Linked DNA regions of Mus musculus: regions 2, 3, 4, 5 and 6 are each linked to region 1. The links are chromatin contacts, called in public Hi-C and promoter capture Hi-C maps. All regions are on one chromosome and are shown on one strand. Each heading gives the region's core, a stretch centred on a gene start, on an enhancer-like site or on the middle of the called end of the contact. The rest is flanking DNA. Distances are from core to core; before and after follow the strand shown.

Region 1 (3,702 bases), core at 691-3,190:
CTCCATTTTATTTCTGTAAGGACAGGCTGGGCCTGATGACACACAGGTCCCTCCCCGGACTAGTAAGGCAGATGCAGCTAGAGCTGTCTACATGGAGTTCCAGGACACCCTGGGTTATGGAGACTCCCTCAAAAATGCCCAAAAGGACTCCCATGATATTTGAGGAGCAGTCTACTCTGTTCCTAGTAATCACCCCTTCACAAAATCACTAAGTTTTGAACTTTATCCAACACACATAGTTCTACTATAAACAAAACACCCTAGACTCACACCTCTGTGTCATATCACCAGTACACAGTCCCTGTCAAGAGCACCTCTCTAATTCTTTTGTAAAGGTTGGTCAGTTAAGCTCAAGCTAGTGTGGCAACACACCCACCATCTCAGCAACTGCTAAGGCAGAACAGCAAGCTTAAACACTTCATGTTTCAAAATAAAACACTTTTTTTGACCTCTGGATTCCAGTGGGTAATAAACTAGCTCCTACTTTATATTGGAGTAAAATACTTAAGACAGACCAGCAGTTGCTCCCCAAAACACGCACAACTTATATACTCCAAGTTTAGAAACTAAAACTATCTCACTTTGACAACTAAAGAAATGTATATAAACCCATATGCTAAACATTTCCATCCAAATAATTATTTGCCTAATTTAGAAAGACAGTACAATTACTTTCGGTCATTTTTGGATATTTCCAAACCAAGTTCTGAGTTACTATAACGACCAAATATTAAGCCAATTATCACATGGTTACCATTGTGAAGTTTGTAATTACTATGTAAAGACTGTTATGTATTTAAATTTTTTAGTAAGGGGGAAAAAAAAAACCCATGAGACTTCCCTACTTAAGAACATTCAAGTTTATAGCATTAGTGCATCGTCAAACAGCCTGGAAAAAGTTTTCTGGCTGTGAAGACTTCTACACTAGCGGACTGAGAGAATGGGGGGTGGGGCGGTGAAGCCACTCTTTTAAAAAGTGTCTCATCCCTCAAACAGCATTCTGGACACTAACCTAAAAGGGCAGCAAACAGAAAACAAGGTCACTATTTGCCCAAGGGAGGAACAGGTTTTACCCACCTGGAGTCCTTGACTGTGTCCCAGAATGCAACGCTCTAATCCCAACCCAGAAGAACCCAGCGACGGAAAGGCCTTTGAAACCACACCCCAAGTCATAAGGGATACAATAAAGTTAACTACAATCCTCCCTTACTTTCCACAATCCCATTTGCTAATTATATTAACGTAGGTACTACCTTCCTGCGCATCTCAGGATTTAAAACTCAAAACTTCCTCAAAAGCCCCAAACGTGGCCAATATGGACTAGCAGTTGAAGGTAACGTAGCCACCACCACCCCAATCCTTCCGAAGGCAATCTCGAGTTTTCAATTTGATCTTGAAGCCCTTTAACAACGCCCCGTGTTACAGCGTCTGGAGCCGTTACCCATCAGACACTCGATAATGCCCGTCGGGTGCGTTTCCGGGGACTTCCCCTCCCGGCCAGTCCGGGCCAGTGCGGTTTGCGGTCGTGAACTCCCAGACTAGGCGCTGCCCACCCATCTAACGACTCCCCATCTCCTGCGATCCCCGCAACACTACACAAAGCAAGGCTGCCCGGACGGACGGAGGCCTCTAAGGGGGTCCGAGTCCCGACCACCAGGTCTGACCTCCCAGCGCGGCCCTCCTCCGCAGGCGCTCCTCACCGGTACTCGTAGTGCTCATCGAAGTACTTGTCTGAGTAGTAGATCTGCTTGTGGGCCATCCTGCCGGCGCGCAGAGGAGTAAGCGGGATCAGGAAACCGGGCGCAAGGGGCTCTACGTCCGCCTAGGGCCGACGCAACGACTCGAATGAGGCCAACGACCGCAGGCCCAACGCTCTGGATTTGAATCCGACAGCCCTCCGCCGATTGGGCGAAGCCACCAACCAATCACGCTCCGCGCAGACCTCGAGGACAGGTAACCAATCAGAAGCCTGTTGCAAGATTGCGAGGGCGGGAGTAAGGATTGGCTAACGATTCAGCGAGGAGCGCCCGGCGACCCCAAGAGATATTGAGAAGGGCGGAGCCGAGTCGTTAAGTGCCTCGCAGCGCGTGCGCAGTGGTTTAGAACGTGCCTGGGGGCAGAACCGTTGGGTGGTGGGCGGACACGAGATGAGGTATCCGGGGCTCTGGGGGCCGGAGCGGCACGAGACGCCTGGGGGGCGGTCTCTGTGGTCAGGGAAGTCCAGCTGCGGAGCGTTCCAGAGGGTAAGGTGCCCTCCGCTGCCCCTGATGGCAACGCTAATTACGCTTGGCTGCGAGCTAGTCCCATCTTAAAAAGATGTGCTCATGTAAAAGGAAGTTGAAAGGGTGTTAAGTCGTGGTTTCGTGCAGCAAGTTACATATAACAACCATTTTCTACAATGAGCAGGTGTCATTTTTCTTTTAATATTTTTGCGATTTGTTGCAGTGGATGAATTGCTCTGGTGTGGCTGTTAGGATAACAAAGTAACCCACGGCAGCTGGGCGTACTGGCCCACACCTTTAATCCCTGTACTCCAATGCCAGGTCAACACCCCTCCCTCCTCCTTTTTTTTTTTTAGTTTGGTTTGGTTTTTGTTTTTTCGGAGACTGGCTTTTCCTGTGTAGCTCTGGCTGTCCTGGAACTCACTCTGTAAACCAGGCTGGCCTCGAACTCAGAAATCCATTTGCCTCTGCCTCCCAAATGCTGGGATTAAAGGCGTGCGCCACCACCGCCCGGCTGTTTTTTGTTTTGTTTTGTTTTGTTTTGTTTTTGAGACAGAGTTTCTCTGTGTAGCCCTGGCTATCCTGGAACTCGCTCTGTACACCAAGCTGGCCTCAAACTCAGCGATCCTCCTGCCCCTGCCTCCCCAGTGCTGGGATTAAAAGTGGATGCCCCATCACCGTCCAGCTTCAGCCTAATATCTTTAACAGATGGTAGGATAGCAAAGTGTGATCCTGTCTAAAATAATAAAAACGGAAGTCAGCATGTAACTACAATTTTATTTTTTTATAGAGTTGGGTAATCAGGTGCCTGCAATCTTTTAACGACAGGTTTCCCGACTTCACTTGGCCCTCAGTTAAAGAGAACACAAGATCGTCTGACTTCTTGCACAACTTTAAAGTTATTTTTAGCACTAAAATAATAAAGGTGCTAATTGCCTACCGATATTATCACGTGAGACAACAGGTGGGATTAAAATTTCAACATGTAAATAGGAGGATGTAAGCATACACTCTATAACACAAATAATATGGAGGTATGAGTTCTGTTCTGAAAGATCTTTAATTACTATCTAAGCAGTGGTTCTCAACCTTCCTGATGCTGCAGCCCTTTGATGCAAGTGGTGATCCTTAACTTTATAATATTTTGTTGCTACTTCATAACTATAATTTTGCCACTGTTATGAATTGTAAATCTCTGATACTCAGCTCCCATGGGAGTCTAGTAGATTGAGAACAGCTGATCTAGAGAAAGTGCCCTGCTTTCCAAGTCTCCACTGATAGGGAATCCTTTAGATCTCCTGCTCACCAGAACGGACATTGGCTTACACATTGTTTCCCTGCACTATTTATTCTCCATGCAGTGAATGTAGAGAGCATACTTACTTTGTTTATTATCCATGTCTAGAGCACAGTAGAGTCCCTGTGCATGGTGGATACTCAATAATGAGGTTCTTAAAAAATATACCAGCCAGCCGTGGTG
Region 2 (3,702 bases), core at 763-3,262, 970 kb before region 1:
CTGACAGCTAGGTTGAGAACACATTGCAGAGCAGGTATGGGGTGCTCTTTGGACAGGCAGCTGTCTGCAGCCCAGGAAGAGTAGACTTGCTTTCTAAGCTGTTTTAACTTCCTGTGGTGGCTCGGCTATGAGGATGCTTGCCTAGGAGGGTGCTTCCCATATTGGTTATCCACTGGGATGTCACCTGAAATTCAGTGTCTACCCTGGCATTTCAGAGCTCCAGGACCAGCTAGGTCACAGTCCCTAGGGTTTTTGTTTGATCAGTTACAGTATGTGTGTGTGTGTGTGTGTGTGTGTGTGTGTGTGTGTGTGTGTGTGTGCATGCATGCACATGTTATTCCAGTCCCTGATGGCATGGCCTTCTGTCAAATTCTTAATGCTGCCCTAAAATACATGATCTTGAGGCACCAGGAACTTATGGCTCTAACCAGGTGACGGAGCCTGTTTGTGGCTTCATTGACTTGATGACGGTCTGTGTGAACATTTCTCACACAAGTCTTCTAGAAATCAGAAAGTGGGTTGATGGAGGGTATGGGACAGATAGCCTCGTTCCTCCTCTTGTTCCTAAGAGTTTTGGAACTAGCATCCCAGTGGGTCTGCATTGTGCCCTCCAGGAGGGAGGGAGAGACAGAGAGAGACAGAGACAGACAGGGAGAGACAGAGAAGAGAGTCCAGAGAAAGAAAGAGTCTAGAGAGACAGAGAGAGAGGCAGACAGACAAAGAGAGAGAGATACAGAGACACACAGAAGTGAGTCCAGAGAGAGAGAGACAGAGAGACAGAGACATACCTGCCAGAGGGTGTCAAACTTCTTCCCCTCAGGAATGGAGAGCTTCCCGGTCTTGTCCCTGTCAATGCGGTAGTGCAATACTTTCCCTTCGTGCAGCAGGCACAGAGCATAGGAGCCGCTGTTGTCTCTGGCCCTGATCCTGCGAGAGAGAGCACACACCATATTACCCCTACTGCGACCTTTTGACCTAGGAAGCAGTACCGTCACTACAGTTGGTGGCCCTGGTGGGCAGCAGGTGCTCTCCAGCACCAGCAAATGGGCAGGTGGTGGGCACGCAGCACCCAGACCTCGAGATGACAGGAGGGCTCTGTACCAGAGCCAGCGAGTTAGCCAGAGGGAAACGCCAAGGGTTGGAGATGGACTATGGCAAAGATCCAGCAGGGCCATGGCGCTTTGGAGATCAGTGAAAGAGCTTGGGGGGGTGTGGCTCAGGGCCACAGGCACAGGCTTTGGGGTGTCTGTGAAGCCCCTAGACTCAGGTGAAGGACAGGTGAGGAGTCTAATGAGCTTGTTAACAGAACTTTCTGGAGCACACAAAGGAGGTTATGAACTCTTCTACTCCTATGGTCTTCTTCCCTTTCTCTTCAGTGCCAAGGCCGGGTTTAAGACATTGTTTGACATTAGCAGGTAGCATCCCCCACCTGAGACGGGAATGATAGCCACGTGGCATGAGCCAACAGAGACAGCCCAAGGCCTGAGGCGTCTGTAGGTGAATGAGACTTCATTGTTCCACTGGTACCAGGAGCTACATGTAGGACTTCAGGCCCCCATGGCGAGTGACAACATACAGGTGCACCCTTGAACCTCGAGACACAGGCACAAGGCAGTCCTGACATCATAGGAGGAATCAGTACTTAGGAAGGCCCCGGAGAAGGTGAGATCTGGCTGGCATGGCAATAGGAGGTGTGACTCTCCCAGTTCAGAGCCTCATTCCTCTGAGGCCATGCTATTCGCCGCCTTTCCAGCAACTCATGCGTTCTAATCATGAGATCTGGGGAAGGGCGAGTCCGTGGGACATCTGCGGTCTGGGAGTCCCTGAGGCCTCTGTGGCCTCTGCATTTGCTAAAGGAAGGAAGATGAATTTTCAGAGCATCCAGCATAAATGCACTGGACTTGGGAAGAGCTCAATCAAGTCCCAGCAGCCTGGAGAAGGGTGTCTGTAAACTGGGGTGGTTTGTACAGCTTTCTCCAAGCACACAACATCAAGGCCACAGCCACAGTCCAGGCTGAGCTGGGCCTTGGGACCGGAAGTGACCTCACTTCCCTTTCTCCTGCCATACCCATCTCCTCAAAGTAGGAGGAGGTTGCAACTTTACGAATGATTTCTTTTGAAATGGCGCTTGCCTGGCAGAGTGGCCAGGGCTCCCTCCAGGCCCCTGCTTGAAGCTCAGAGAAGCTGGTGAAGGGTGAAAGACCCTTCTCCGCCATCGTAGATTTGTGTTTTGAAATTTCACCACTGTGGAAACACCTCCTCCCTCCTACAGTCAGTCACGAGCACCCTGAGGTGCCAACTCCTTTGGGATGACTATGTGGCTGATAAAAGCCTGGTTGGTCATTGGGTAACGCCCAGTCACACAATAAAACACCATATATGAATAAAGGGTTGAGCCTGTTTTCTAGGGAAACCATTCACAATGTGTGCTGGCTTGCAGAAAGGACAATGTGTGAAAACACACACACACACACACACACACACACGTGTAAGGGGCTGGGATATGGTTCAGTGGGTGAGAACACTTGCGGTAAATCAGGCTGGACATCTTCACATGTGCCTGTAAGCCCAGCGACGGAGGTTGGAGAGAGACAAATGCTATGAGCTCCCAGGCTGACCAGCCCAGCTGAGGCAGTGAGCCTCTGCTCAGAGAGAGACCCTGTTTCAGAAGAATAAGTGGGAAGTGATAGAGGAAGATTCTGGAAATCTTCCTTGGGCATCTGCATTTGCATGCATGGGCATGCACATCAACACACATAAGTAGGCATAGAATACAGAGAGAGAGAGAGAGAGAGAGAGAGAGAGAGAGAGAGAGAGAGAGAGAGAGAGAGAGAAAGAAAGGAGGGGGAAGAAGGGGAAGTGGGAAGGTAAGGGGAGAGAGAGAGGAGGAGGAGAGGGAGGGTAAGGGGGAGGGTAAGAGGAGCGGTAAGGAGAGGGAAGTTCGGTAAGTAGTAGGAGGAAATGTGTATGTGTATGTACGTGCATGCTCGGCAGACAGACCTTGAACTTGCCCCTCATAGATGTGAGAGAGGAGGGTGTGACTTTTGCTGGAAGGGCTTAACCCTCTTCTCTACCTTTGTGTGCCCTCCAGGGTAAAAGAATGTGTGGGTGGTGGTGAGACCAGGCAGTGAGTGGAGGGCCTGGGAGATAATGAGATACTGAAGGCTTCGGTGTGTAAAACTCTAGGGATGCGGTCTGCATCTGATACAGAGAGAGCAGGACAGCAGGTTCACTCCAGCCTGAGTACCACTCAGTCTCTGTGGCTATCGTCCAGGGGCATCTGTGATGGGGTCAGAGTTGAAAGGGGAGGGAAAATGTCTGAATGGGCAGGAGGAGAGAGGATGGAAGATGGGCGGGGGAAGAGGAGGGGAAGGAAAGAGAGGTGAAGAGAGAGGGGAATAATAGGTGGGAAAATGATCATTGCTCAGAGCTAAGAATGCACAGTAGCCTTTCCAAGAAGGCTAGGAAAACAGGAGACAGGGATCCTGGAATAAGTGACATTTGGTACAGAAACGCTGTGCCTGCCAACACCTTGAAGTAGCAACACTGGGTGTTGTCTGTGCAGATCCTGAAAGCAAGATCGGTCCCTAAAGCAAACCAGATCTGAGGCATGCCAAACTTGTGTTCTCTACCCATGCGTCTTCTGAAACATCTTCCACAATCATCTCTCCCTGCACTGTGGAGAGGGTGCAGTAGGAAAAG
Region 3 (3,702 bases), core at 538-3,037, 950 kb before region 1:
GCAGGCAGAGCAAATGTTCTTGAATAGTCCCTTGCACAGCAGAGAAACCAAGCAAGGACAGCCGTCCAAACCACTCCCCATGTTTGTGGAAGCACTTATCATTAATCCCAGCACTGTACTGTAAGCTGGGAGGTAGAGACAGGAGAATTCCCTGAAGCTCACGGGCCAGGCAGCTTATATATGCAGCACAGAATAACAAAGAGGTGAACACTCACTCAGAGTTGTCTTCTGACCTCCACGTGTGTACCACAGCATGCACATGACAGCTCTCTGTCTCTCTGTCTCTGTGTCCCCCATCTCTCTCTCTCTCTCTCTCTCTCTCACACACACACACACACACACACACACAAACACACATACACAGACATACATAAATATACCATACATAAAAGTATGTATATGTATATGTATATGTATATGTATATGTATATGTATATGTATATGTATATGTATATGTATATATCACACACACACATACACATACACCACACATAAAGGTATATACACATATATAAGTACAACATACACCACAATACATACACATAAAGGTATATACACATACATATGTATACCACACACACATATACATAAAGATATATATATATATATATATATATATACCACACACACACACCATACACACATACACATAAAGGTATATACATATATGCATACAACACACACACACCACACACATACGCATCAAGATATATATATATACACATATATACACACCATACATACATACATACATACATACATACATACATACAGGTGTATATACACACAACACACACATACACCATACATATATACATATACATCTCTCTCTCCACCACACAGACACCATATGTACAGCTATGTACATATACACAAATACACTCACACATAAAATACCAACAACCGACCAAGTTGCAGACATTTCCTGATAAGACTGTCTCCTGATTTTTCCTGCCATCATCTTGGGACAAAGTACTCAGGATAGGTGGAGAGCCAAGTGACAGTATTCTTCTGGTTCCCACCCCAAGTCCCATCCCAGGGAATCCCAGCTGGGTGGCTGGGGTTGAGGCCACAGTGAACGCTGTGCCCAACAAACTCCATTTCAGTAGGCCGTGGGGGCCTGGCTGAAGCTGCTGCTGTCTAGGCTCTATTTTTACTTCCCCATCTGCCCACCTCACAAGGACAATATGTACAGGGTCCTCAAGGCCTCTAGAGAAACCAAATGACCCACATTCGACACAAAGGACCTGTCACACCTGCTCAAGGAAATCTTGGTTTCTCTGAAATTCCTGACTATGAAATATTCCAGGAAATTACAGTGGAGTTACTCCCGAGACTTCACAGCTGTATCTAAAGACACGAATTAACCCCAGTGCTTAAAGAAAGTACCGGCTATGTGCTCAGGGAAGAAAGATGTCTCTGCCATGTGAGAACTGCAGTAATTATCAACTCCATAGCTCAAGATGAACGAATGTCAGCCAGGGCATGATGTAGCCCAGGGGACGGTATCGGCCAGGAAAGCACATACTCGGATACTGGCGTGCTCTCTAATGCCCACCCATGGTGCAGAGAGCCATGAGGTCGCCATTATTGATTGCTACAGATCTGACTTACCTTCCTGTCCTGGAGTCACAGAAGGCCTGGGCTCCCGGGCACCAGGCAGCATGGAACGTTGAAAGGACCAGACTGGCAGTCTTGAAAATGGGAATGGCTGCAATGGAGAGAAGGCAGAGGAGAGCAAGTGGAGGTTTCCTGCTGTTAAGTGGTGTCTGTAACTAGGGAAGTGGCTTTTCCTCAAAGTGTCAGCAAGCAAGACAAGCCAGAAAGCAGAAGTAAGAGGGTGTGTGTGTGTTGGGGGGGGGTGGTGCTTGATAATTTCATAGTCAAAATGAAGTTACAGTCAGAAGGCAGGGATCCCAAACAAACACCTGCCAGTGGAGGAGGATCTTGGCGATTCTTGACCAGGATTGTCACGCTGATTCTTAGACCTAAGCTACACAACCTGGCTAAAACTGTGTGCCAAGCTTAGGGTATGTCAATTTTTCTTCTCATTATATTACTGTATATCATGTTTGACGATTTACTAATTCTGTTGATCATTTTAAAGGCTCCAAGTAGGTTTTCTTCATTTTTGTTTAGTTTCCTATTTTTGGCTTCAGAGTTTACCATGTTACCTCCTTTGACCATCGTGGCCTAGGCTTAATGTACTGTAATTCTTGATAATTCTTATAAAACTTAATTTCCTATAGTGAGAGCACATCCTTGCCTAAAACTATAGGTGACTGAGTTGACACAGCTCTCTTTATCTTCTACATCATCGGGGTTTGGGTATGCCGCTCCAGGGTTCATGTGCTGGGAGCTTGGCTAAGGTGTGGCACATTCGAGTGTCATAACCTTTGAGAGGTGGGTTCTGAGGTACAAGGGAGCGAGTTCACTGAGGCACCAGCCTTGGAAAAGACTAATGGCTATCTCAGAGGACTAAGTTAAGTCTCAGTGAACTGAGTTAGTTACTTTGACAGTGAATTGTTATCAAGCAAGGTCATCCCACCAATTTGGTCCCATCCACAACCATGATTCATCACAGCCTTCCACCATGTGGTGCCATCTGCCAGGATGTCATGCCATGTAAGGGGCTCACCTGACGTGGCAGCCTGAACTTGGGCTTTTAAGCCCTAAACTGCGAGCCAAACTAAACTCCCTTTCTTTATAAAGCACTCAGTCTCAAGGATTTTGTTATAGCAGTGGGCCTAGTGTTCGGGATTTCTTTCTAAGCACTACTTTTAGCATCATTTGAAAAATGTTGGTATAGCATATTTTATTTTTTAAAAAATATCATTATTTTATGTATATGAGCATTTTGCCTACATATGTGTATGTGTATCATGCATGTGCTTAGTACCTATGGTTGTCAGAAGAGGACAGCCGATACCTTGAGAATGGAGTTACAGACAGTGTGAGCTGTCAGTGGGGTGCTGGGAATTGAACACGGGTCCTCTGCAAGAACAACAAGTGCACCCGGTTGTTGAGCTAATCCTCCAGGGCCTTGAATTCTCATCTGTATGCTAGGTAAAATATTTTAAGAGTTCTTTTGAGACTTTTATCAACTCACAGGTTATATAAAAGCCCATTATTCGCTTTCCAGATACTTTTTTTTGTTATGGATATATGGTTTGATTTTGTTGTGTTCTAAAAAACAATTTACGTGGCTTTTTAAATGTAAGCTTAGTGGGTTTTCCAAGCAGGTACTTTATTTTGGTAAATATTCCTTGAGTGCTTGAGAGGAATGCCTACTTTGGTTGTTAGAGTCAATGTCTTACAAATGTCAGGCTGGTTGACAGTGTTGCTCTGGTCTCATCATGGCTATTAATTTTCTTTTGAGCTATCAGTTATAGAAAGAGAGGAACTGGCATTCCAGACCACAATAGTGGCTTTGTCCTTTTTTGTCTTCCATTTTGTCAGGGTTTCCCTTATGCATTTTGCTGTCCTGCTGATCTGTGTATACATGGCTAGGTTGCTATGTCTCCTTGGGTATCTGACCCTTTTGTTATTATGTAACTGTTTCCCAGACTCCTCTCCAATGTAGAGGTTTTTGTCCCATAAGTAACCCAGAAAGTAAGGAGGGTTCTGAAAGGAAGAAGAACTCTTCTGAAATTCTTCTGAAGAATTCTGAAAGTAAGGGAATTCCCAGCTGGAGTGTAGCTC
Region 4 (3,702 bases), core at 532-3,031, 920 kb before region 1:
CATCTCCTTAACATGGCTTAAGCAGATTCAGCCTTCTGTGGGAATGTCCCTTGGCTAGGTGAGTGACAGCCCAAATGGGTTATCTATGTCTCTCTCTATTCATAGGTAGATTCCGTTCTTTTGACCAGGAGGGTTTCCTTTAGTAATCCTTCAACCTGAGTTGGGTGGGACTCACTGTTGTCAGTGGTGCTTTTGTATTAAAACCTTTTGGGAATAAGTCCCTGAATAAATCTGGTAAACTACATTGCTTCTGGAAAAGCAGAGCATTGCCTCAGACTAGCCCAGACATCTGAGCAGCTCCTAATTAACTGACTGTACAAAGTGCCCCTGGCTGCTATATTCATACTCCGCTGGCTCCGGGCAGAACGATTCTGTATTGTTATGATAATGGAAAGGCTGCCATTTCTTTGCTATGCAAATTGTATGCATTTCAGCGAGTAAATACTTCCTGTCTGCCTGCTGCATGGATTTGAATAACAAAAATATAAAAAGTTAAGAGTGGGCTTCTGTGGTTGAGAAAGCTTTACAATAAAGAGATTGCTCTCTCTGCCAAGTGACTCAGCAGCTGCCCCAGTGGGATACAGTGAGGAAAAGCTTGAGATCTCTTGTGACAAATTCCAATTTTCATGTTTGACAGACTGAGGAAACTTGTAAACTTGGGGACTCAACTCTGAAGTTCTTTCTCCCCCTTCTTCTTCTCCTCCTCCCCCTCTTCCTAATAATTTAATGAAATGCAGGCTTCATCCACTGAAAGGTTTGGGGTTTTAGTGTTCAAGGAGGAAGACCTAGAGAAATTTTTTTTTTTTTTTTTTTTTTTTTTTTTTTGGCTAATAGGCTTATTAAGATTGTTGTGTCATAGACAGACAAGCAGCCAGCAGCATGGCAGGCAGGGGATCTAAGAAGAGTTATGCCCACTCCAAGGAGAGTAGACATTCCTTATTGCAGATTTTATTGCAAGGTGGGTGGGAAGGGGGTCACCAGGGGGCAGTGAGCTAATGAAAGTCACAGTGCTGGATCAGCCTCTCTCTTGGCCTTCGTTACTGAGACTTGATTATGTTGGTGTGGGAGGCAGGGATATAGAGAAATGAGTTGCTTTGGTTCTGGGAACCAAGTTCCTTCTGTTCCATGAAGTGTTACAGTCCAACCAAAATGGAGGAGCTTTGCAAACTGGTGTTGCCCTGGAAAACACCCACCCAGCTGTGGCATGGGTCAATGCGCAGAGAAAGCAAAAGTAGTGCTGCTTGGCAAACACGGTCGGCTGACAGAAGCCGACGGATTGTGTTTCATCCGCGCTTTGAGCATCCAAGGGTGACAGAAAATGAGATGGTGTAAAATGCTTCATGTTAATCAAAATGCCTTTAAATAAGGTGCCTTAAAACCCTCCATCCAAGTACCGCTATGGGTTTCTTTTCCAGGAACATTGTTAAACAGGTGAACATCGGCTATGAGATCTCTAGTAAGGCTGCAGTGCCTGCGGAATGGCAGGCATATATGCTTGTCAGAGATCTCTGCTTTACATTTCCTTTCTCCATAACAGGACTATAGGCATTCCGGCCTGTGGCAAACGGTAACAGTCGGAATCTGGGCAAGCTTTGGAAAGGAAGACACAAACCTCATTTGTTTCCACTTAAGGCCCAGGCCTGATTTCAAAAGGAAGGCCATAAGGCTGGACCAGCTCCAGGGACAGACCATAAAACCCAGCAACAAGGTCAGAAACCCCCTTCCAAAGAACAGCCTGGGGATAACCACAAAAAAACGGGGAAATATCTTATCTCAGGATGGGTAGTCCCATCACGTCCTGTGGTTAAACGTTCATGACACAGGAATGCAGACCACTGACCCCCTGGCACAAACCGATCAGAAGCTGACCCTTGTAACCCCTAGCATCCACCAATGAAACTTTAGATGACCTAGTCCTTCTAGAATATTCCCCTAATTCCCTGTGTGCCTTTGTCTAGGGTCACCATTTTGAAGAGTGGTTGACCCCTGCATGCAGGTTGTTTCTGCAGAATAAACACTCCTTGTCTTTGCAATAATATCTGAATCTGGGCTCTTCCTTCAGCAACTTTCAGAGAATACAGCAATGTATTTCTCTGTGTGCCGTAAACAAAAGAGAGATAACTAAAAAGTTTCAAGTTTAGGATAAGGGGGCTTGGTGATGGATTGTCCTTTGGCGTAAACGGATTGTTGTTGATGCCACAGTCAGACAGAAAAGACAGAAAGGGGCACACAGTGGCTCTGAGGAGATGCAGCTTTGGTGAGTTGTCACCCCAGCCTTGAAGGGCTTGTGGTGATGCAGTTGCCTTGAAGTCACCAGTCAACTCATCAGCTCGCCAAGCTGGACTTCAGTGACTTGTCTCTGCTCTGTTGTTGATGCTCTATCAGGGTTATGCAGATATTTGCTAGTGTCCCTCCTGGAAAAGTCCTATAACACCTTCCTTCCTTCCTTCTTTGTTGTTTTTGTTTTCTGAGATAGGGTTTTATTGATGTCAGGCTGATCTGAACTCACTCTGCATCCCAGGCCAGTCTTGTACCCCTGATGCTGCAGGTGCTACCTCCTCGGTGCTACGGCTATAGGTATGTGTCATGTATCCCATCTCTCTATGCTGCACATTTCCAGCGAGATATCCTGTATGCTTTTAAAGACAGGATGTCTATCTGCAGGAAGAAACAGAAGATGCAATCTAAATATCTTAGTGCACAACTGTAGCTCCAAGGGAGAGCTGGAGTCCTTACAGAGAGGAATCCATCAGTAGAGAATGCAGACACTGGTATTTAACTAGAGTCCTTGGCCCGCTGTGCAGTGACTGTCTCTGAGACTGCTGTTGATCCAGGAAAGATGGCGGTGCTTGATGAACACAGTCCTGAACCTGCTCTATCCATCCACACTTGGACTTTCCTCTTGAGCTCTTATCTGTGTAAATGCAAGTGCTTCAGAAAGTACTGTGTTACATCATTTGATAATTTGTTGATCCTAATTATCAATAACTCTCCTCCATTAGCAAAACAGCCTTTCTTCCGTCTTGTCTCTACATGAATAGTATACAACATTTAGCCTTCCTTGCAAAAGGGAGAGCCAAGAAGCTTGCTGGGCACCTCCTGGTTGCTCTGTGTGACTTGATTATGAACAACTGTCTCATGGGGCTTCCCTTCAGTGTCCTTGACTGGAACATGTGTAGGCAGTCTGGAACTCTGTGAAGACCACACCGAGACCCCAGATATGGGTTCATCATCAGCAAGGGCAGCAAGCTTCAGCCCTGGGTTGTCTAGAGGTCTGATTTTGTCAGCATTCTTCTGGCCTCCACAGACACGTTGGTACAGGTACCCATGTGTGAAAACACACACACACACACACACACACACACACACGTATAATTAAGAAAAAAAGTTAAATGCATATTCAATGTGCATTTTGTTATAATATGTAAGTAAAAAACATTACATTCTAGAAAGACAGGCCGAAAAAATGATACATGCCAATATACTACGACTTGGACAAAATTTCAGGTTATTATTGATTGTCAAGCGACAACGTGGGCTTTCCCATAAATCCTAACCAAGTGGAGTATTATTATTATTTGAAAGGACAATTGTCATAGCATGGCAAGCAGCTGTCATGATTATACTCTGCCACTGCCTGTCTCTTTTTTATTTCTTCACCTACAAAGTGGCCAAGTAGTATTCAAGTTTGTGAAGAGTTCC
Region 5 (3,702 bases), core at 591-3,090, 890 kb before region 1:
CCCCTGTGTCCTCATAACTTTTCTCTTCCACTACCTCTGGTGGGTGGTAGGCTAGAAGGGAGGGAGAATCCTTATTAAAATAGGTTTAGAAAAAGACAGAGTCAGTCAATTCTTGGAACATATCATGAAACAATTTATGATGAATATATCACAAAGTTATAGAGGAAGAACAAGTTTAAAAAAAAAAAAGACAAGGTGGCCTTCATGTTAGGACATGATTAGAGAAAAACACACAGTTAGGGAACAGTATACAAATAAATCAAGTTCTAACATTATGTTTAACTAGGAAAAGGAAGAAAAAAAATGGAGCGAGCTGTCCCCTAATACTGTCTCTGGCTCTACAACTCTGGGATTACAAGAATGTCAAAATGTTAATTTTTTTTTTTTTTTTTGCATGCATGGGATCAAGCTCGGATTCTTGTGTGTGCTCCCCAAGTCCTGTAGCAACTGAGTCATCTCCACAGTCATACACAGACCTTCATAATGGAGAGACTGTGGACATGTGGACTTCCTGCTCACAGGCATATTCAAAGTAGGGCTACATTTGTGAAGGCCACTCTCAAATGGCCTTGTTAAAAATGGTCTACTCCCTTCTTATTTTAGTAGCCATAGCACTAAGGCCAGAGTCAAGCTGAACTAAGGAACAAAGATGTTATCTTAACTGTAAATAGTGAAAGCATATCTTAGGTAAGATTTCAAAACAAACAAACAAACAAACAAACATGTTTCCTGTGAATAGCAGGGCAGAGATTTGCTTTGCAAACCAACTTCAAAGGATTATATCCTCTGAAATTACAGGACTCCAGAACTTACCCAAACAGAAAAGTGACTATATTATAGCTTACAGAATCTGTAAGCTAAGCCTAATTTAGAAGATACAGGCCCCATTTTGTAATTCTTTTACCACATCACCAAAGGACAAAGATAAGGATAAAAAAAGAAAAAAAGAGTTTCCTCCAGCCATAGAGTGCAAGTATGATATAGGTAGATGTTCCTGTCCAGCGCTTACAAAATGTCAGTACAGCATATTCTCTCTCTCTCTCTCTCTCTCTCTCTCTCTCTCTCTCTCTCTCTCTCTCTCTCTCTCTCTCTCTCTCTCTCTCTGTTAATTCTTTGAAATGGTCATGAAAAGCTGCTGAGCAGCGTGGTCCCCCAAGCTTACCCAAAGAGGTGATGTCAGAGCCCTGTCCTGTTAAAACGCTTGAATTCTTGTAGTATGGTTGCCTTTCAGGCAGGGAATTTCTTGGCACCTCTAAGTGACAGGCTGTCTTGTGATTTAGCACATGTGACTACTATTGTCGACTTGACAGAATCTAGAGTCACCTGGAGACGGGCCTCAGGCTTGTGGGAGGAGAGATTATCTTGATTACTTAAGTGTTGTGCAAAGGCCGGTCTTGACTGTGGGCTAGACCATTCCTGGGTACAGGATCCTGGACTATACAAATTGATCTCGGTAGCAGCGTGCTTCCACAGTCGTCTAAGTTCTGATTACCGATGCGATGTGATCAGCCATTTCAAGATTTTTTTTTTCCTGCTTTGCTTTTTTACTCTGAACTATGAGCCAGAGCAAACCCAGTTTTCCTTAGCTTGTTTTTGTCACAGCTACAGGAACAGAAACCTTGCCCAGTGACCAAGTCTTATTGCGTGGTAAGCAGTGATTAAGTACACTAGGGTAGGAGCATAGTTTTAAACACAGGAATCCACTGTCCTTTCAACGGAATGATTTTTGATTCATTTAATTTTCAGAAAATTCTAGTCTCTTGTCATCTATTCCAGAAGCTTTCGGTAGAGGGCAGCTGAAGGCTCCCGGTGAAAAGCAGGCCACCGCAACGAGCAACCACTGTGCTTGCAGGAGCTTGAGGAGGGTGGAGCCGGAGGCCGGGAGGCTAGAGCCAGAGAGCACCGCGTGGGAGGACTGCACAGGGCCAGGCGCGCGTGCGGGCGGTGCAGGGAGCGGTGCTGGAGGTTGTAAGGCTGTGCAGAGAGCTCGGGCGGGTGCATAAGGCAGAGAGGGGCAGACAGAGAGGGGCAGCACAGGGGGCAGGACGTTGCATTGGGCGTTGCACTGGAGGTGCAGGGCTCTGGACATTGCACTGGGGGTGCGGTGCACAGGGCGGTGCGGGGCGCAGGGCAGCTGACAGCGTCATCAGGCGGGAGCAGCGCGCACTCCGCCTCAGCAGCCACCGCATCGCGCTGCGCGCAGCGGGTCCCGGAGCTGCGCCTGGAGACCTGCGGCTCTGAGCCGGCTCTCCCCAGGTAAGCAAGCCACCACGGCTCTCGGCTGGAGCTGGATACAGCTCGCGGGTGCCCGGCGCTTTTGGCCAGTCCTGGGAGCCAGAGGAGCAGGATTACTCTCTGGGGCTGAAGATCAGTATGTATCCCAGGACTTGGAGAGGGGGACCAGCCAGCCTCATCCTGCATCCTTCCAGGAGGGGAGGGCGAGGACGAAGCCATAGCTCAGTTGGGAGAACGTTAGACTGAACACCTAACATTGCTTTGAAGGGGCAAAACCTCAGGGTCTTACCCAAGATTAGGGATCCCGTCCTAACAGGAGTTGCGGTTGGGGAAATTCTTTGACTGCAGGTATTCTAATGAATGCGGAAGATTCCATCGATTTAGGAAAAGTCTCCTAAAGAGGTACAGCTAGAGAAAGAAACATTCAGAGCCAAGAAGAAATGGCTAGGGGATTCCTGATGTTTGGATCCCAACCTCTAGACTTAACGCTCTGGAAAGGGACCCGCCCCAATGTCTCATTTCCTATTTTAAAGACCAGGCTTGGGATATCCACGGGACTCCCCTTCTTCTCCCGGTGGGAGCTCAGGCAAGTCTCAGCATCTAGTCCAGGCAGAAGAACGTGGGTCTCCATCAGAGGACAATGACAGCTGGCTGCCCAAGGGTTGGACTTCCCCACCCTGCTTTGCGATTCCATGTCCCAGTTCATATTCTTTGGGGTTGGGGGATCTTTGGAACTGGACACCACACATCTCGGTTGTTCCATGCCTTCAAAGGTGGAACACAGTATAACTTGGGTGGAGGAATCCGTGCCCAGCCAGCCTTGTTTAGGAATTCATTTCACATTTTGGTTCTTGTTAGCTTTTAATCGGGCCCCCGTGCATACTAGTTTATACTAGCAGAAGTTTTGTGATTTGCTTAAAAGAAAAAAAAACCCATAAAATATTATTTTAAATGACTATTTTCTAAGTAACAGCAAAAAAGCTGAAGTATTTTAGATCTCAGATCAGTCTAGATGTGTTCTTTCCCACTGGCATTTGGGTTCGAGGAGGTGGAGTGGGTGGTAGAGAAAAGGGAATAAAATTAGAATAAATTTAACAAATTTGTATGGGAATCATACTTTAAAAAAAGAAATTGTTGTTGCCTAAAATTGCAAACTATTCAGTTTTATCTGTGCCCTTCGAACTGGAGAGGGCCCTGAGCACAAGAAGACACAACACCCCCCGCACCCCCATCCCAAATATATCAGAGAAACAGAAGGTGGTACAGGTAGGAGGTCCGTTTGACTGAAGATTTTACATTTAGTGCAGGTGGCTGTCCCTGGAGAACCCAGGCAAGGAGCGGGGAGAGGCAGGGCTGACACAGACTGTAGCCAGGCTCCGAATCCTGTTCAGTTTTCTTGTGTTGGGGACCCGTGTGTAGGGCTTATACAGGAACCCCCAGAAGCTTTTTCATGAGTGCCTTAGCAGG
Region 6 (3,702 bases), core at 462-2,961, 570 kb after region 1:
ACTTTCATAATCCACCATCCGAGTGCTGCCAGCAATGCATATCGGTCAATTAAGCAAAGCAGTGCGCACTAGAGCGAAAGGTGCAAATATTGACACTGATTTCAGTCTCCGCAGAGTCCCGGCACTCAGTGCTCAGCGCTAAGGAAGATCAATCACTGCGCAAGCAAATTACACTGTGTACTGCTGGTGAGTGGCCTTCTCTGGGAGGCTTCTCAGCCCGTGTTTGACTAACGGAATCCCCACTACCAGTGAAGAGGGATTCCATTTGCCCTCTCTGAAATAGGGTCTCGGGGAGTCCAGGTTGGTCTTGAACTTGCCATGTAACTGAGGATAGCCTTGGACTCTTGATCCTCCAGCCTCTTCCATGTACCACCATGCTTGTTTTTATGCAGTGCTAAGATTGAAATCCAGGCCCTCCAGCATGATAGATAAGCACTGTACCAACTGAGCTGCAGCCCCAGTCTCCAAGGAGCTTTGATAGACACTGTCGATGCTATGGAGGTAGGGCAGAAGACTTCTGAGCTGTCCCCATTGACAAGACCATAAACTGCACATGGAAACACGTGATCGCCACAGCTAAACAAATGGAATAGAGTTCTGTAGAAAATAGCTTCCAAATATGAAAGACAATGTATGGGGAGAAGTGAATTACAGTGTTTACGTAACACGCGGTTTGTGTCAGTGCTTGAAAGCGCTGGATATAGAGTTCAGAATAAGACTGCAGCAGGAGAATACTCAGGTTCATTTGCCCTGCATGGCAAAAACAAAACAAAAAAACAAAAAAAAACACAAAGCAGAATATAAATATATGGACTAAAGGTATGTATGTGCAGATGGATGGATATATGTATGGATAGATGGATGGATGGACATATGTACATATATACACATAGGCACATATACATATATATATATATATTACATATGTATGGATGATGGATGGATTTAACATGATGGCTAAGGTGGAGCTCACATGCTCATACATCCTAGGCATGGCTATCTCTGGTGAGGCTAACTCACACATTCACATTTTGGCGAGTGTCACTTCCTCTTGACCTCAGAGATGGGGACAGAGAGCCCAACTGTCAAGGAAAAAGAAGAAAAGGGGAAGAAGAAGAGGAGGCAGCTGTGGAAGAGGCACAGCTTTCGTTTTAAAACCATAGTCTTGGGTGTGTGTCGGGAGGGGACAGAGCTACAAATGCCAGATTGGTCTGAAACAGAACAAAGTGCGGTCAAGCATCCAGATGTTCCTTTTTGGATAAAGACCATCTCGCAGTTACTCATTCAGAAACGAATTCTAGGTGACTGGGCTTCCTTCCAAGCATTTGCCAAGCATGGATGTGAGTTCCCAAAAGGCTTGATAAATATTTAACTTGTCTGGCCCCAGCTTGTTTGGGGTGTTGGGACTCAAGACCAGGCCTTCTCGCATGCTTGACACATATCCTGTCTGTCGCTGAGCTGTATCCCCAGCTTCTCTCCATTTCCCAGATCCTAACGTTGTAAATGTGGAAACTACTAGACTATAAGGCTCCTACTTTCACTGCTGGTCCAGCTTATCGCTTAATGGGTTTCCTTTTATTAAATCTCTCTGTGTCTCTGTGACTTTCTGTCTCTGGGGTGTGTGTGTGTGTGTGTGTGTGTGTGTGTGTGTTGTGTCCAGAGTGTAGGCATGCATGCACGTGGTAAAGCATGTGTCCAGAGGTCAGAGGAGCACGAAGCATCTGGTTACGCTGTGTCTGCGTTCAGAAAGCAGAGGACAGACAGGGACCGGGCCTAGGCTAACAAATCGAAAGGCAAAATCACTAAACTACTTCCTCCGATGAAGCTCCGCCCTTTTAAAGGTTCCACAACTTTTCAAAACCCTGGGGACTAAGAATCCAAATTTATGAGCCTATAGGGGACATTTTACATTCAAACCACAACAGAAAGTTCCGGAAAGGCTAGCTGCTTAGGTCTTTGGAACCCTCCTTGGAAGAAGGCCCCTTTCCTGTTGCTTATCTTTCAAGAGCAGCTACGTCTTCACAGTTGCTGTTCTCAGTTCGGCATAAGTTCTAGCCATCCTGAGACTGGAGAGATGACTCTGGAGGACCCCAGTTCAGTTCCCAGCAGCCAGGTTGGGCATCTCACAGAAGCCTCTAATTGCAGCTTCAGGTATCCTATCCCTTCTTCTGGCCTCTGAGGGTACCTGCACACACACACACACACACACACACACACACACACACACACACAATTAGGTAACTAACTAATCTATTATACATGCATATATCTATCATCTATGTATCTGTCTATCTAAATACATATATTGTAAGCATCCTGAGTCAAGTGTGACTGAGAACAGTGCTCATCTAAGGTGGTTTTGGAATGTTCCCAGAAAAACCCAAGGTACAGATGCACCATAATGGGAGCGCATGGAGATGCAGACACCAGCACACTTAGCTGTGACAGAGACACCCAGATGAAGTTAGGAGAAGCTGGGCGTGGTGCTACATGCCTTTAATCCCAGAACTCAAGAGGCAAGGGCAGAGAGATCTCTGTGAGTTTGAGACTGGCCTGATTTATATAGTGAGTTCCAGGAGAGCCAAGGCTCCACAGTAAGACTCTATCTAAAAAACAAAGCTGGTCACTATGGTGATAGTCTCTTCTCTATTTACTCTTGCTTCCTTGGGTCCCTCCTCTTTGTGGAAGATACAGCTGTCCAGCCACCTGCAGAAGGAACAAGGGGAGGGGCTGTTTGGGGTTGGTTAGTTGGCTTTTGTTTTCAGACTGGGTCTTATACTGCCCAGGCTAGCTTCAGACTTGCGAGGTAGCTCAAGAAGACCTTGAACTTCTCTCACGTTTCTGCCACCAGTCCTAGAATGCTGGGGTGGCAGGAGGGCACCACATCTTGATTATGCCACAAGCTCCCTACCAACTGTACATCCCCATCACTCGGTTTTAAAGTAGATATTTGTCTTTCTGCAGTGGTGGAGACAGAGCCAGGACCTTATGCATGCTAAGCAAGTACTCTACCACTGAGTCACAATCACCAGGGCCAAGTGGAGCCACTGTTAACCAGATATATATCAACACACACACACACACACACACACACACACACACACACTGAAATGTATATACACATACATATACATATATGTCAGTGCCATGAAGCTGCTGTCACCAGGTGTGGGCCACCAGACTGCCACCACTTTGCAGTGTAAAGGAAGGAGGAAAAAGTTATTCCTTCAGCCTTTGTAGGCTTTTCTCTTGGGGCCTTGCTAATTAACCTGACAAAAGGCAGATTAACAGTAGAAAAACAGGTATATTAACACGTGCTGTGTGCATACCCATTGGGAACAGGGGAGAACTCAGAGGGTGATTTGAAATCAGGTCTGTATGTTATCAAAGATAAATTTGTAGAAAGGTGAGAGGAAGGTGGGGGGAAGGGCTGGGGAGAGAGTGTCCACTGGGGAGGGGTGTCCTGCTGTCTCAGGTGTTATGGGGGGCCTGGGGGAGGGGATGTCCTGCTGTCACAGGTGTTATGGGGGGATGGGGAAAGAGGGTGTCCTGCTGTCACAGGTGTAACAGGAGGGCAGATATGAAGCAGAAACTAGCAACACACAGAGATTGTTTTTATGTGATCTGATGCCCACATTGGGTGCAGTGCTGCCTCTGTGCTGAGGTCTCAGGAGAGGTTCCAGGCAAATAAAGAACTGTTCG

Evidence for each region. Promoter capture Hi-C pulls out the DNA fragments that hold promoters and counts their contacts. A called contact is a pair of places that touch in the nucleus more often than the background predicts.
Region 2: a promoter capture Hi-C map of neutrophils shows a contact between it and region 1, with 6 times the contacts expected there. The contact joins the enhancer-like site here to the promoter of Cks2 in region 1. A contact is called at or near these places in 9 of 39 promoter capture datasets (the 3T3-L1 cell line, the C10 cell line, the HPC-7 cell line and 5 more), 2 of 484 Hi-C or Micro-C datasets (myeloid progenitors and stem cell-derived neural stem cells), 4 of 115 datasets of contacts at active chromatin or transcription factors (T-cell acute lymphoblastic leukemia, bone marrow-derived macrophages, large pre-B cells and 1 more) and 2 of 9 other capture datasets (liver and macrophages).
Region 3: a contact with region 1 is called in a promoter capture Hi-C map of neutrophils. The contact joins the promoter of Syk here to the promoter of Cks2 in region 1. A contact is called at or near these places in 9 of 39 promoter capture datasets (the C10 cell line, the HPC-7 cell line, HPC-7-derived erythroid cells and 5 more), 3 of 115 datasets of contacts at active chromatin or transcription factors (the 230-238 cell line, large pre-B cells and pro-B cells) and 3 of 9 other capture datasets (adipose tissue, liver and macrophages).
Region 4: a promoter capture Hi-C map of the HPC-7 cell line shows a contact between it and region 1. The contact joins the enhancer-like site here to the promoter of Cks2 in region 1. A contact is called at or near these places in 5 of 39 promoter capture datasets (the C10 cell line, the HPC-7 cell line, HPC-7-derived erythroid cells and 2 more) and 6 of 115 datasets of contacts at active chromatin or transcription factors (the 230-238 cell line, astrocytes, bone marrow-derived macrophages and 2 more).
Region 5: a contact with region 1 is called in a promoter capture Hi-C map of the HPC-7 cell line, with 3 times the contacts expected there. The contact joins the promoter of Diras2 here to the promoter of Cks2 in region 1. A contact is called at or near these places in 8 of 39 promoter capture datasets (the 3T3-L1 cell line, the HPC-7 cell line, cranial neural crest and 5 more) and 1 of 115 datasets of contacts at active chromatin or transcription factors (large pre-B cells).
Region 6: a Hi-C map of liver shows a contact between it and region 1, with 3 times the contacts expected there. The contact joins the enhancer-like site here to the promoter of Cks2 in region 1. A contact is called at or near these places in 2 of 39 promoter capture datasets (cranial neural crest and liver), 1 of 484 Hi-C or Micro-C datasets (liver) and 5 of 115 datasets of contacts at active chromatin or transcription factors (embryonic limb bud, embryonic stem cells, epiblast stem cells and 2 more).

The regions. Positions count from the first base shown.
Region 1 is chr13:51,643,470-51,647,171 of GRCm38.p6, reverse strand. Cks2 (CDC28 protein kinase regulatory subunit 2) reads right to left here and starts at 1,940. Exons shown (of 3, transcript NM_025415.3): 1 at 1,701-1,940. The coding sequence starts at 1,759.
Region 2 is chr13:52,618,026-52,621,727 of GRCm38.p6, reverse strand. Syk (spleen tyrosine kinase) reads right to left here. Exons shown (of 14, transcript NM_011518.2): 4 at 789-927. Among named protein-coding and RNA genes, the nearest start is that of Syk, 23 kb to the right of the region's middle. Within about 2 kb of position 2,012, at least 28 of the 459 cell types and tissues checked have an H3K27ac peak or open chromatin away from gene starts, as enhancers often do. A contact at or near this core is called in the HPC-7 cell line, bone marrow-derived macrophages, myeloid progenitors and 1 more, where this site is marked.
Region 3 is chr13:52,594,967-52,598,668 of GRCm38.p6, reverse strand. Syk (spleen tyrosine kinase) reads right to left here and starts at 1,787. Exons shown (of 14, transcript NM_011518.2): 1 at 1,615-1,787.
Region 4 is chr13:52,559,055-52,562,756 of GRCm38.p6, reverse strand. No RefSeq gene overlaps it. Among named protein-coding and RNA genes, the nearest start is that of Gm33168, 10 kb to the right of the region's middle. Within about 2 kb of position 1,781, at least 5 of the 459 cell types and tissues checked have an H3K27ac peak or open chromatin away from gene starts, as enhancers often do. A contact at or near this core is called in the HPC-7 cell line, where this site is marked.
Region 5 is chr13:52,528,974-52,532,675 of GRCm38.p6, reverse strand. Diras2 (DIRAS family, GTP-binding RAS-like 2) reads left to right here and starts at 1,840. Exons shown (of 2, transcript NM_001024474.2): 1 at 1,840-2,256.
Region 6 is chr13:51,069,545-51,073,246 of GRCm38.p6, reverse strand. No RefSeq gene overlaps it. Among named protein-coding and RNA genes, the nearest start is that of 9430083A17Rik, 29 kb to the left of the region's middle. Within about 2 kb of position 1,711, at least 104 of the 459 cell types and tissues checked have an H3K27ac peak or open chromatin away from gene starts, as enhancers often do. A contact at or near this core is called in epiblast stem cells and liver, where this site is marked.